Regions from separate parts of the Sus scrofa genome. Here regions 1 and 2 are each linked to region 3. Evidence: chromatin contacts called from public Hi-C data. All regions are on one chromosome and are shown on one strand. Each heading gives the region's core, a stretch centred on a gene start, on an enhancer-like site or on the middle of the called end of the contact. The rest is flanking DNA. Distances are from core to core; before and after follow the strand shown. Region 1 has its middle 16 kb from the start of COQ7. Region 2 holds the start of COQ7 (5-demethoxyubiquinone hydroxylase, mitochondrial). Region 3 holds the start of SYT17 (synaptotagmin-17).

What was found. A called contact is a pair of places that touch in the nucleus more often than the background predicts.
Region 1: a Hi-C map of retroperitoneal adipose tissue shows a contact between it and region 3, with 3 times the contacts expected there. The contact joins the enhancer-like site here to the promoter of SYT17 in region 3. A contact is called at or near these places in 1 of 5 promoter capture datasets (liver), 37 of 47 Hi-C or Micro-C datasets (adipose tissue, alveolar macrophages, blood and 16 more) and 1 of 2 datasets of contacts at active chromatin or transcription factors (alveolar macrophages).
Region 2: a Hi-C map of liver shows a contact between it and region 3, with 2.8 times the contacts expected there. The contact joins the promoter of COQ7 here to the promoter of SYT17 in region 3. A contact is called at or near these places in 7 of 47 Hi-C or Micro-C datasets (blood, embryonic fibroblasts, epiblast stem cells and 4 more).

Annotation. Positions count from the first base shown.
Region 1 is chr3:26,379,298-26,384,035 of Sscrofa11.1, forward strand. No RefSeq gene overlaps it. Among named protein-coding and RNA genes, the nearest start is that of COQ7, 16 kb to the left of the region's middle. Within about 2 kb of position 3,489, at least 40 of the 83 cell types and tissues checked have an H3K27ac peak or open chromatin away from gene starts, as enhancers often do. A contact at or near this core is called in adipose tissue, alveolar macrophages, fetal liver and 5 more, where this site is marked.
Region 2 is chr3:26,363,833-26,368,145 of Sscrofa11.1, forward strand. It overlaps COQ7 (5-demethoxyubiquinone hydroxylase, mitochondrial), which reads left to right and starts at 2,174. Exons shown (of 6, transcript XM_021086541.1): 1 at 2,174-2,311. The coding sequence starts at 2,239.
Region 3 is chr3:26,444,319-26,448,630 of Sscrofa11.1, forward strand. SYT17 (synaptotagmin-17) reads left to right here and starts at 2,985. Exons shown (of 12, transcript XM_021086545.1): 1 at 2,985-3,417. The coding sequence starts at 3,403.

The DNA.
Region 1 (4,738 bases), core at 2,239-4,738, 65 kb before region 3:
TGAGCCATGGTGGAAACTCCTCAATGTGCTTAATGCCACTGAGCTGTACACATGAAAATGGTTTAAGATGGTAAATGTTACGTATATTTTACAATGATTTTTTTTTGAAAATATGCTAAGTGAAGGGAGCCAGACACTAAAAGCCGTATAATATTGCAGGACTCCATGTATATGAAATGTCCAGATCAGGCAAATCCTAAGACAGAAAATAGTCTAGTGGTTGCCTAGGGCTGCAAGAGACGTGGGGAATGGGGAGTAACTGCTAATGGATATGGGTTTCTTTTGGGGGTGATGGATGTTCCAGAATTAGGTAGTGGTGATTCTTTTTTTTTTTTTTTTTGTCTTTTCGCTATTTCTTCGGCCGCTCTTGCGGCATATGGAGATTCCCAGGCTAGGGGTCTAATCGGAGCTGTAGCCACCGGCCTACACCAGAGCCACAGCAACGCGGGATCCGAGCCGCGTCTGCAACCTACACCACAGCTCACGGCAACGCCAGATCGTTAACCCACTGAGCAAGGGCAGGGACCGATCCCGCAACCTCATGGTTCCTAGTCGGATTCGTTAACCACTGCACCACGACGGGAACTCCAGGTAGTGGTGATTCTTGCATAACGTGTGAATATACTAAAATCCAATGGCTTATGGACCTTAAAATGGTGAGTTTTGTAGTATGAATCATAACAATTAAAAAAATACAGGATTTGGGACTTTCCATTGTGGCTCAGTAGGTTAAGAACCCGGCATAATAGTGTCCTTGAGGATGCGGGTTCTATCTCTGGCCTCGCTCAGTGGGTTAAGGATCTGGCCTTGCTGCAAGCTGCGGTGTAGAATGTAGATGTGGCTTGGATCCTGTGTGGCTGTGGCTGTGGTGTAGGCCGGCAGCTGCGGCTCTGATTCAACCCCTAGCCTGGGAACATCCATAAGCTGCAGGTGCAGCCGTAAAAACAAAACAGAATTTCTAGTTTTATGCTGTATTCAAAAGGGAATTTCAGTCTAGGCTATTGAATGGGGAAGCGATTTCTTTAACGTTCCACTCTTCAAGCCCACAAAGCTTATAGAAGCCTTGATTTTCTGAGATGCTGGTGCTCTTTCTCGCCTTCCTTTATCGAAACTATTTATTTATTTATTTATTTATTTATTTATTGTTTTTTTAGGTCCACACCCGTGGCATATGGAGGTTCCCAGGCTAGGGGGTTCAATCAGAGCTGCAGCCGCCAGCCTAGGCCACAGCCACATTGATGCCAGATCCAAGCCACATCTGTGACCTACACCACGGCTCACAGCAATGCTGGATCCTTAACCCACTAATTGAGGCCGGGGATTGAACCCACGTCCTCATGGATGTTCATCTGGTTTGTTAACCGCTGAGCCAAGATGGGAACTCCCTTCCTATACCAAAGCTAATTTTGTGAGTATGCAGTCAGGAGTCTTAGTCTTAGGAAGGCACATCATACAATCTGTATTAAAAGACCAGATTTGCTGCTGTTTGCTTAGCATCCCCTTCCGAATTGATAGCTGATGTTTTATGCTTCTGAGAGCTTCTAGAAGAAGGCCAGAGAGATTTTCTGAATCCCCCTTTGATTGCTTTTAATTCCATTACAGCTTGTTCTCGTGTATTAACAAGGTAATCTTGTCTTTCTCTTACTTTACTGCTCTGAACTTTCAGGGGAAATGTGATTTTAAAATTGGACACTGTCCAAAGATGATGCCAGCATGACAAAGGGTGTTATTCTTACAAGCAGTATAATTCTAGAGGTGTGATCTGAGCCATCATTCTTTGCATGCTTTTGATTCCCTTTCTACTCACAACAACAGCAGCGTTATCATTCAAAAGCATGTTAGAAGTGTAGAATTTGGGTCTCTTCCCCAGACCTACTGAATCAGAATCATCATTTTAACAAGATGTGATGGGTTTTTGTTTTTTTAGGGCTGCACCCACAGCATATAGAAGTCCCAGACTAGGAGTCAAACTGGAGCTGGAGCTGCCAGCCACAGCCACAGCAATGCCAGATCCTTAACCCACTGAGCGAGGCCAGGGATCGAACCTTCATCCTCATGGATACTAGTTGGGTTTGTTATCACTGAGCCATGACGAGAACTCCAGGATATGATGGTTTTAAAGTATGTCCAGATTCCTTGATACTCCTCTGTTTGGTGGAGCTTAATTCTCCTTGCCTTGAGGGTGGGCTGGCCTTAGTGACTTGTTTGTAATAAACGATGTGGCAGAAAATGATGGGGTGCATCTCCCAAGGCTGCTAAGTCATAAAGACCTTGTAAGCTCCTCCTTCCTAGAATCACTCACTCTGGGGAAACCAGCTGCCATGTGGTGAAGACACCCCACACTCAGTGAACTTTTGTGGAGAGGGTCACATGGCCAAGCACTGAGGCCTCCTGACAACAGTCATGGTGTGTGACGTCTTGCAAGTGACTACTTCAGCCCCCATCAAGCCTTCAGATGACATGCCTGCAGCCAACATCCTCACTGCAACCTCCTGAGAGACCCAGAGCCAGAAGTGCCCCGTGGAGTCACACCTGGTTTCCTGACTCTCTGTAACTATGTTAGATGATAAACATTGGTTGTTTTCAGCTGCTGGGTTTGGGGTTGATGTGACCTGAGCCACTGCAGTGACAAGGCTGGATCCTTAACCCGCTGAGCCACCAGGGAACTCCTATCTTGTGCCTCTTGATCTGAAACGTACATTTTTCACTTTGTGACTGATATTGGCCATCTTTCCAAGTCAGTACCTGTAGCTCCACCTCATCTCTCCGGCTGGCTGCTCTTTCACAGCCGGGCCACCAGGACCGCGCAGCCCTGCTCCACCACCACCCCGAGCACTGTCCTTACAGCTGCTGGCACTGGGTTCCGACCACTCCCTCAGGCGCTGCGGTCCTTGTGTGGGCTTCGCAGTGGAGGAAACACTAAGTCCTGGAGAGGCTTGAACTTGACCATTTGGCAGCACAGCCTCTTAGATCTTCTTGTCCTTCATCAGTGGGCATTTGGGTTATTAACACAGAATCTGGGGACCTTTGATGCTTTAGAGACCACCCCTGAAGACAGTCTCTAAGGAATTTCAGAGGCGGGACCCCTTGGGGTCCTTAACCCACCTGTCTGCAGATCCCGAACTTCTCTGACAATATGATAAAAACCTATATGATAAAAACCTTGGGCTTCCTTAAGGCCTTTTGATCCCGCTGCTCTGAGAAGAAAGCCTGACCTTTCCCAGCTGCCAGGAACAAAAGATCCCTTTCCTCAAAATCGTTCTTTGCCTCTGCAGGAGCACCAAGCACTTTTCTACTGAATATGTTATCAAAGGTTAAAAAGGCTCCTCTTGCCTTTGGGGACATGTCTCCTCCCACTCCTGCTCCCGAAATGGCAGCCCTGCAGGGCTGTGACTGAACCCCACCGGGCCTTTGATCAGGATCATGTAGAAGATCTGTGGCTGAGCGCGCCAAGGGCGGGGAAGGGCGCAGGCTTCCCCGCGGCCACCAGAGGGCACCCTCGCCCCGGCCTTCCGAGTCCGCGGCCAGCCGCCCGCCCCGCCCGTCACTGCAGGACGTCAGCGGGACACGCCTGGCGGTCAAGGCCAGGTCATTGTGGTGGTAACCCGGCCTCCTGATCTCCGCGGTCCCGCCGTCGGACCGGAGTGGAATGTCAGGTTCACACACTGCGAGTTGCGGCGGGCTCACCGAGCTGCTCCAGTCCGCGCTGGCTCCCTGACTTGAGAGTACTTATCGGGAAGGACGCAATTTCTTCTTCAGGAAAGGGAGAGAGGAAAACAGTGGGGGTCGATTCGTCTCCGTCTGTTGGGATCACACGATGAAACCGGCTTCAAGCGTCATGCAACGTCCCAGGGGCCCCACGAGAAGGTTCATTCCTTGGTTCGTGCTGCCCCCTGGACACGTGCCTTCCTCCAGTCCACGTGCTCAGCGCTTTGCCTGATGAAGGCTGTCTGCCCTTCCAAACTGCCATCTCTTAGGCGAAGTCGACCCCCTACCCCACCCTTCCCGCCCCCGCCGCCTCTCCCAACCCCCAGGCCTCAGCTTCTTGCATTGGCATTGGAGGCTATCCTTATCTGCTTCCTACCATCTCCAGCCTGGCGCAAGCTGCTCAAAGTCAAGCTTTCCCCACGCCTGGTTTAGCAGGCCCAAGGCCAGTGTTTGATAAACTACGCTAAAAAATCATGTGGACTCGGAGAATGGAACAAAAGTAATTTATAATTGATGACAAACCATCCTTCTGATCTCAATTGAATGTACCTAGAAGCTTTTGGATCAAAAGTATCAAGTGGGCAACCTTGTGTGAGCGCTTTTCCGTCCTCTTGCTCATCTGCAGCCCAACGCCTGGCAAACTGTTAACCCCTCGTCATGTCTCCGCACCTTCCTTTGAATTGTTTTTTATTCATTGCTGCTGTGTTTTGGTTTTTCTGAGATTTTTTTTGTTGTTTTTCTTTTTTTTTTTTCTGCTTTTTTTAGGGCTCTACCCCCCGGCATATGGAAGTTCCCAGGCTAGGGTTCCAATCCCAGCTACAGCTGCTGGCCTACACCACAGCCACAGCAACACCAGATCTGGGTCTCATCTTCGACCTACACCACAGCTCATGGCAACGCCAGATTCTTAACCCACTGAGCAAGGCCAGGGATCGAAGCCATATCCTCATGAATCCTAGGGGGGTTGGTCGACCACTGAGCCATGAAGGGAACTCCTATTCTGGGTATTTCTATAAGAGCCTTTTCGGTT
Region 2 (4,313 bases), core at 924-3,423, 81 kb before region 3:
CTGAGCGAGGCCAGGGATCACACCTGAGTCCTCATGAATGCCAGTCAGATTCACTAACCACTGAGCCACGACGGGAACTCCTATCCAAAGTTCTTTATAAGTACTTCAATGGGCTACATAATATAATATCATGCAGATGGATCACAATTTTTTTTAACATTCCTTTGCTGCTTGATATTTTGTTTCCAAATATTCCTGATAATAAATAACTCCAACATCCATAAGTCTACGTCAACATTTTTTTTCCATTTTTTTTTCTTTTAGAGACCTGAAATGGGATTATATAGCCAAGGTTTAGAATATTTTAAGGCTTTTGAGAGCCAGATTTACACTCAGGAGCTGTACATGAGAATGTTATATCATCCTCACCTTCACCAGATATTTGGGTTTAAAAACTTATATAGGAGTTCCCGTAGTGGCTCAATAGTAACCAATCTGACTACCATCCTTGAGGATGCAGGTTTGATCCCTGGACTCGCTCAGTGGATTAAGGGTCTGGCCTTGCCTCGAGCTGTGGTGTTGGCCGCAGTCGTGGCTTGGATCCCGAGTTGCTGTGGCTGTGGTGTAGGGTGGCAACTATAGCTCCAATTTGACCCCCCACCTGGGAACTTCCATATGCCAAGGGTGTGGCCCTAGAGAGACAAATAAAATAATAAAAAGTTATATAAGAGTTGATCATAAACTATTAAATTCCTGCACTGTATTAAAGTAATTTGAAAACAATTAGCAACTTCAATTACTTTACAATGGCAGTGTATGTTAAATGTGGGGATTTTTTGGCCCCACCCATGCCCAAGGCATGCAGAAATTCCTGAGCTAGGGATGGCATCCACACTACAGCAGTCGGCAGTGACAACATGGATCCTTGAACCACTAAGCCACTTGGGAACGCCTTAAATGTTTTGCAATAACTTGGATAAAAGATACATATAATCCAAAGGTGTAAAGTAGAACATGAAAGCCCCCTTCTCACCTCCAACCCTCTGAAGTTACCATTACTGGACATTTTGTTATACATCCTTCCAGATGTGCATCTTTGATTTTTTTTGGCCCTCATACAGATTACACATTCAAAAAATTATTTCTGTTCAATAGAGTTGTAGAAGGAGGATTGCTATATCAATGGATATGCATTTATTAAAATGTCCACCAAAATTTTTTCTTAGTTTATTTTCTTAGAGCAGTTTTAGGTTCACAGCAAAAGTGAGGAAAGTAGATTTCCTATATACCCTCTGCTGCCACATTCCCCCAGAGTGCTACGGTTTGTTACAATTGATGAGTCTACATTAACAGACCGGATATAGTTTTGATTTCAGTTCCAGAGCAGGAGTTGAATCCTGGGCCGCAGTGGTGAGAGCCAGGAGTCCCAACAACTAGACCACCAGGGAACTGGTGAATAACTTTTAGAAGTGTGAAATACGTGGAGTTCTTGCTGTGGCTCAACGGTATTGATATCTGCAGTGCCAGGACTCAGGTTCAATCCCCAGCCTGGCATAGTGGGTTAAAGGACCTGGCATTACCACAGCTGCAACAAAGGTCGCCACTGCCACCCGGATCTGATCGCTGGCCCGGGAGCGCTAATATACTGTGTGGCGGCCAAAAGAAAAAAAAAAAAATTATGAAATACGTTGCTAAATCTCACCTCCCCAGCCCTCTCGTCAAGAAACCAATTTGCATCAATACGTTCACACTAACAGTAAAGTGGATATAATAATATTAATAATGTTCTTTGTAGAAAATTTAAAAAATAGAGAAAAGGGCTAAGAAGAAATTTAAAATCGTCTGTCAACCCCCAAAATACCTGGAGATACCATGCAGTGAACTGAATTCCAGAATGTAATTTCTGGAAGTGGATAAAGGCTACAAATAGAGAAAAGTCTCCTATGCTGGTAAAGCATAAAATATGATGGCTATGCCAGTAAATAATTCCCTCACGGTCCTCTTTCCCAGGAACGGAGGTTAGGTAGTAATCCTGTCGCTATCTTCTAAAGAACAATTTAGCGTTCTCATCTCCATGGCAACCCTTCACCGGGCTCCTGAGTGATTGATAATGGTCAGATCCAATAGGATCTTTCCATTTGACACTCCCAACCAATCGAGTGGAAGCTGGGCGCTTAGGGGCGTTTCCACCTACGCAGAGGCGGGCTGCATCTGCCTTACGCCAGCTGTACGTCATCAGTCAGTGCCGAGGGCAAGTTGGGCTCACTATTCAAGGAGTGGGTACCCTGTTGCGGGGCCATGAGCTACGCCGGGGCAGTGGCGGCTCGCTGCTTGTGGCTTCCGCGCACGGGGGCCCCGCGGCCCCTTTCAGGTAAAGTGTGAGAGCGATGGCTGCCCCGCGCTGGGCTGGCGAGCAATGAACTTTTCTCCTGAGGTTTGGGTCGGAGAGGTCACGGCGTAGACGTTTATACGTCACGGGACTGCGACCGAGCGCGAGCGGAAAAGCAGGGCTAGGCTTGTAATGTGTCGCCGGCCCGCTGGGCGGGAAGAGAGTGGTTTTCTGATGTGACGCTCTGTGGTGCCGGTTCCGGGTTAGCGGGTTGGGGGAATGACCTAATTGCACACCTGTTCTCTGACGTCACTGCAGGTGTGGTCGGCGTTCCAGGCTGAGCAAAGTTGGCGACCTTGAAAATTTAGCGTCCCATGGGTGGGTGTATTCCCATAATCCGCAGCGTCGGCTTCTTCCCAGCTCCCCAAGGGAGCTTGGTAGAAATGCGGTTTCTCAGGTCCCTCGCCTGACCTACTGAGTCGCCATGTCTGTATTTTAACTAGCCCTTCGAATGCTTCGTATGCATTTGCATATTTTGAGAAGCACGAAATTGGTGGAGCATCGAGAGAGACTTGGGCTTGGATCCTGGCTCCTCTCCTCATTTCGTCCCAGCGGCCTCAAAATTGTGAGGTCGTTTTCTGGAAGTTAAGTCATTCGTCTACCACCTTCAGGATGGTTGCATTATCGCAGTACCACTTGTATTTTTTATCACTTTTTAAAAAATTAAACCGTGTTCTGTTTTTAAATTAAATGATTTCACGGAAACCCTATCTTTACGGTAAGCGGAGAACCAGGATCGCACGTCCCAAGTAAAGTACTTGTAAAAAAAATAAATACGCTGAACACAAGTTGTTGTATTAGATACTGCTGCCTACCAAGGCTTGAACCTGTCTTTCTGGTAAGAATGGGAGGTTAACAAGCGTTAGGAAGTGTTCAAGTTATGTCACCTTTACAGCCTCGTTGATGAAAGCAAAAGGATTGGAAGAGAATAACTAAATAACATGAGTGTTATTTAATGCATGTGCATAGCCACTTAAGATCGTCCCATAAACCATTTGAAGTCACACATCGTTGATATGTGTTTCACATTTTGGGAAAACACGAATATAAAATGATGCATTTGAGAGCTTCTAGCAGTGAGCCTCAGTTTTATTTTTAAGTGTGTGAGTGCAGGCAAAACCCAGAGGATTGTTGAACATGAATTTTAATGCTCTGTTGTTGAGCCAATGACAGAATTCTTCTTCTTTTTTTCCATTTTTAAAAGTATTGATTTATAATGTTGTGATTCTTTTTCATTTATAAAGCTACTTTGCTTCCTGTATCTCATTTTGTCTCCATGATAACTCAGTAAGAAAGGTTTTATTATTGTGTTTTCCCTTAAAAAGAAAATAACCTGATTGGTCCTAATTTTATATGTAAGAAATGGCAATTCCAAATTGTCTAAGGTCTGTGTTAGAGATAGGATATGTATTTTCTGTTTTTTTTAATTTGAAATTTTTAAAATTGGAAGTTTAGTTGGTTTACAGCGTTGTGTTAGTTTCCGGTGTACAGCAAAGCGATTCAATTTGCTGTATATCTGAAATTAACACAACGCTGTAAACCAACTATATCTTATACACGTATCTATATTTCAGATTCTTTTCCCTTATAGGTTATTACAAAATATTGAATATAGTTCCCTGTGCTATACAGTAGGTTATCATTGGTTATCTGTCTTATATATACTAGAGTGTATATGTTAATCCCAAACTCCCAATTTATCCCTCCCCCAGCCCCTTTCCCCTTTGGTAACTATAGGTTTGTTTTCTGTCTGTGAGTCTGTTTCTTAAATAAGTTCATTTGTGTCACATTTTAGATTTTGTATGTAAGTGCAAGCATATGATCTGCCTCTCTTTCTGACTTCACTTACATGATAATCTCTAAATCCATTCATGTTGCTGCAAATGGCATTATTTCACTTTTTAATGGCTGAGTAATATTCCATGGTATATATGTACTACATCTTTATCTATTCCTCTGGCAATGGACATTGAGTTTTTTCATG
Region 3 (4,312 bases), core at 1,735-4,234:
ATCCCTAAATCCAGCCACGACTATGGAATTCGCCCTTGGTCTTGCAGGTGAATGAGCCCGTCGGCTCTTTTCTGCTCACTGGATGGAACTGACTTTTTTTTAGGAGCCCTAGACAATACATGTCGGAGGGTTCCCAAACACAGAACCCCATCTCCTCCCGCAGCAACCCTGCCCTCAGCCAGCCTCCCCTGTCATCACTGCTTATTCAGGTCCAGCCATGGAGTCATTGCCTTGACCTTGGTTCAGTCTCACATCTCTTCTTACCTGGACTGCTGCAGCATCCTCCCTGCTTCAGGCTTGTCTGCTCCCCACCCAAAGGCAGACAGACAGATACACAGACACACAGACACACAGACACACACACACACACACATCAAAATCTTTCTCAGCCTGACCTGCTTTTCTATGGGGTAACCAAGGAAACTGGGGGGGCATTCGGCCCCTCCTACCTGTTAAACCTCACCTGGCACCACCCTCTCCTAGACACCTACCTGGAGTTCCCACTCTCAGCTCTAAGCTAATGCGCATGCTCCCTCCAGGGGTTCTTAACCCTTTCTCTTCCATGGACCTTCTACTAGTCTGTGGAAGCCTCTAGACCCCACCTCAGAATAATATCTTTTCTTTTTCTTTTTTTGCTTATTGCTTTTTGGGGGCAGCTCCTGTGGCATATGGAGGTTCCCAGGCTAGGGGTTGAATCGGAGCTATTGCTGCCAGCCTATACCACAGCCACAGCAACACCAGATCCAAGCCGCATCTGCAACCTACACCACAGCTCACAGCAATGCCGGATCCTTAACCCACAGAGCGAGGCTAGGGATCGAACCTGCGTCCTCGTGGATACTAGTTGGCTTCGTTTCCACTGTGCACTGATGGGAACTCCAGAATAATGTCTTTGCAATCATACAGTAGGATACATAGAATTATAATGAAGTTCTAATAGATTGATACACATTATCGAAAACACTAAAAGCAATTTAAATTTAAATATGGTAATAACATATATACTTCTTCCTTAATACATTAAATAGAAAATTTAGTGGGCGGAGCCTAATGTGCAATTTTCAAGCAGTAAAGCGCGTAAATGAAATGTCAAGCTATATGCAGCAACTGTAATGCGATGGGAATACACATATGATTTCTCTTGGTGACCAAGTCCCAGATAAGTGAGCATGGAGATGTAACTTTACGATTTCTAAGACCGTGCTCTCCCCCCCACCCCATGAAGCACCACTGGGTCTAGAAGAATCTTCTCCTTATCTTCAGTTCTTTGGAAAGGTCACCCCTCAAGAAGCCTTCTCTGAGCCTCACGGGAGAAGTGTAGTTGATTTAAAATGTCGTGATTTCCACTGTACAACAAAGTGATCTGGTTTTACATGGACACACACCCATTCTCTTTCAGACTCTTTTCCCACATGGATTGTCACAGAATATCGATCGGATAGAGTTCCCTGTGCTATACAGGAGGTCCCTGTTGGCTGGTCATTCCATATACCTCAGGGTCCACATGCCAGTCCCCAAACCCCTGTCCACCCCCCCCAACCTGTCCCCTTTGGTCGCCACAAGTTTGTTTTCAAAGTCTGTGAGTCTGTTTCTGTGGTGCAAATAAGTTCATTTGTATCCTTTTTTTCCTCCACATACAGGTGATATCATAGGATGTCTGTCTTTCATTGTCTAACTCCACTTAGTATGGTAATCTCTTGGCCCATCCATGTGGCTGTACAAGGCATTATTTCATTCTTTTTTATGGTGGAGCAGAATTTCACTGGGTGTGTCTCACATCTTCTTGATCCATTCCTCTGGTGATGGCCCTTATACGTTGGTTCCATGTCTTGGCTACTGCGAATAGGGCTGCAAATGAACACTGAGGTCCATGTGTCTTTTTAAAGTATGGTTTTCTCCAGCGCGATGCCAAAAACATTTACTGAGTGCCCATGCTGGTCAGGCACCTACCTGGAGATACAGAAGGGAGGAAGGTGGAGGACAAAATGAAGTAACGCCTGTGAAGGACTGAGCACATGCCTGCGAAATCATAACTGCTCACATGTGTTACATGCCACGCGCTACAAATGAAATATTGTATCACACTTAGAAATGTATATGTATGCTAGATATTTACACAAAATGTTTATACGGATGTATGGTACATCTTTCGTGTATGACTTTCACATTCATTTCCCCTTTCACGCCCACAAAACAGCCCCGGAGGATGGGCAGGGCAGAGGTTTTATGCATTTTTTACTGATGAAAAGACAAGCGCTGGAGGTTAAAAGGTTGGCAAACTGGTGACTGGCAACTGGCGATACCACAGCGTTTTAAAAAGAGAACCGGCGCAGGGCAAGGTTCCATCCCACATCCCTCAGTGGATAGCCAGCCCCAACTCTGTGGTCTTGGGGTGCGAGGACCGGTTCGGGGGCAGGCCTCCAGGCCCCGGGACGATCCAGCCACGCGGGCGGGCAGCCAGGATGGCAATCGGGTGGACACGCCCCGGGGGCGCACGCTCTCCGACGCGGAGCTTCGAGCGGGCAGAGACGCGCAGTACGCGGGGCGCGACGCTGGGTGGCGCTGCTGGGCCGCCCCGCGCCAGACCTGTTGCGCCCTGGGCGCAAGTCGGGCAGATAGATTTAGGGTAAAGGGACGCTCCGATCTTGCCGCGCGCCCCTGCCGCCGGGCTGCGGCACCTCTCTGGGGGCGCCCTAGGCCCCACGTTATCTTGAGGTTCCCATTCGTTTAGAACTGCCTCACCGCAGCAGTTCTAGGCGCGTCGGGTGGGGCGGGAATAAAGTTTTTCCAACCTGGTCTGGGAGAGGGCTGGTTGGGGAGGACCCTCCCAGCTCTAGACTCCACGGCGGGCTGGACCGTGCCCTTTCAGCTTCACGGCTGCCCCGGGGGCCCTGCTCTCGGTAGGTGCCAGCCCCGGTGCCGACCGGATGGACTGACCTGCGCACCGCCCCCTCCCACCCTCTTCCCCATCCCGGTCCCCTCCCCCGCCTCTGGCGCGCACGGGCCCCAGCGTCTCCGGCCCCGCCTGCGCCGGGGTCGCTGCAGTCCCCGCGGCTGCCCCGGGCTCCCTCCTCAGGCGCTCCGGCCTTAATCCAGCCTGGGCAGCGCCTCGGGGGGAGTGCGGGACCGCGAGGGAGGCCGAGGCGGGGACCCTGGGCGCCCGAGCTTTCCCAACCTGGGAGGCGGCCCCGACTCCAGGAGCCAGAACGCAGGGGAAGGCAAGGACGGGGCGGCCGGCAGAGGGGCGGGCGCCGCTCATCAGCCACGCCAGTCACGTCTGGGGCCACCCGGCTGCCTTTTTCTTCTTCTTCCCCTTTGCTTTCTCCCCTCTCCCCGGTTGGCGAGGGCAAAGTGGCCGTGGCGGCGCCATGCCCGGGCCGGAGTGAGTGCGCGCGGGCGAAAATGGCGTACATCCAGGTAGGGCTGAGGCCGGGGGGCCAGGTCCGCGGTGTGGGTGGGGGGGTGCCGCGCCCCCTCCGGCTGTGAGCGCGTGGAAGGGAGGGCACACGGCTGGGCTGCCACAAACTTGCCTGGAGAAAAAGGGTGCCCGAGCGCGGGCAACCTGTGTAGCAGCGGGGGTGCGCCCCAGGAGAAGAGGCTGGGGACCCCCACACCCCGGCGCGAAGGGCCCCAAGTGGACTCGGCACGCGCGCCCTCGCCTCCTGGGTTGGGAATGGGGGGGTGGGGCGGACTTTACCCCCCTTCCCCCATCCCTCCCCTGGCGCACCCCACCCCAGGGGAGGGGCCGCGGGGAGGGCGGCCCGGGGCGCGCCAGCCACCCGGCCCGCCAGCTGCCGTTGCCTTGGTGACGGCTCCGGCTAATTGGCCGGCGGAGCGAGCCTGAGGCAGCTGTTCCGGCCAGGAGGGACGAGGACGTCGTCTCTCCCGGTCACTGGGTGCTGAGGGGTGGGGACACAGCAGAGGCACGCTGGTTGTGTTGGGGGGGGCAGCCGATTACTTTAGGCCGTTGCCTTGGGGTCTTGGGAGTTGTGGATCCCCATCATCTGGGGGACACCCCCCAAGCATCCTTAGGCAGAAATAATTTCCAAGTGCCCCTTTTGGGGGGCTGCGGACTAAGAGACCTTTTGCCTCAATACAAGGGGGGAAGTGGCGACGTGTCAGCGCCAAGGTCACCGCTGTCAGACCCGCTGGAGCTGCTTGCTTCTGAGATTGGGTCCTCTACGCCTGGCAGAGAAACCTACAGGCTCCCACATTCAAGGTCCATCTGGACTCTCTTCGCCCCTTGGTTACAGCTGGGGGGCTGCTGGTCCCCTCCTTCCTCTTTGGCCCACATCTCCCCTCATCTTGTCCT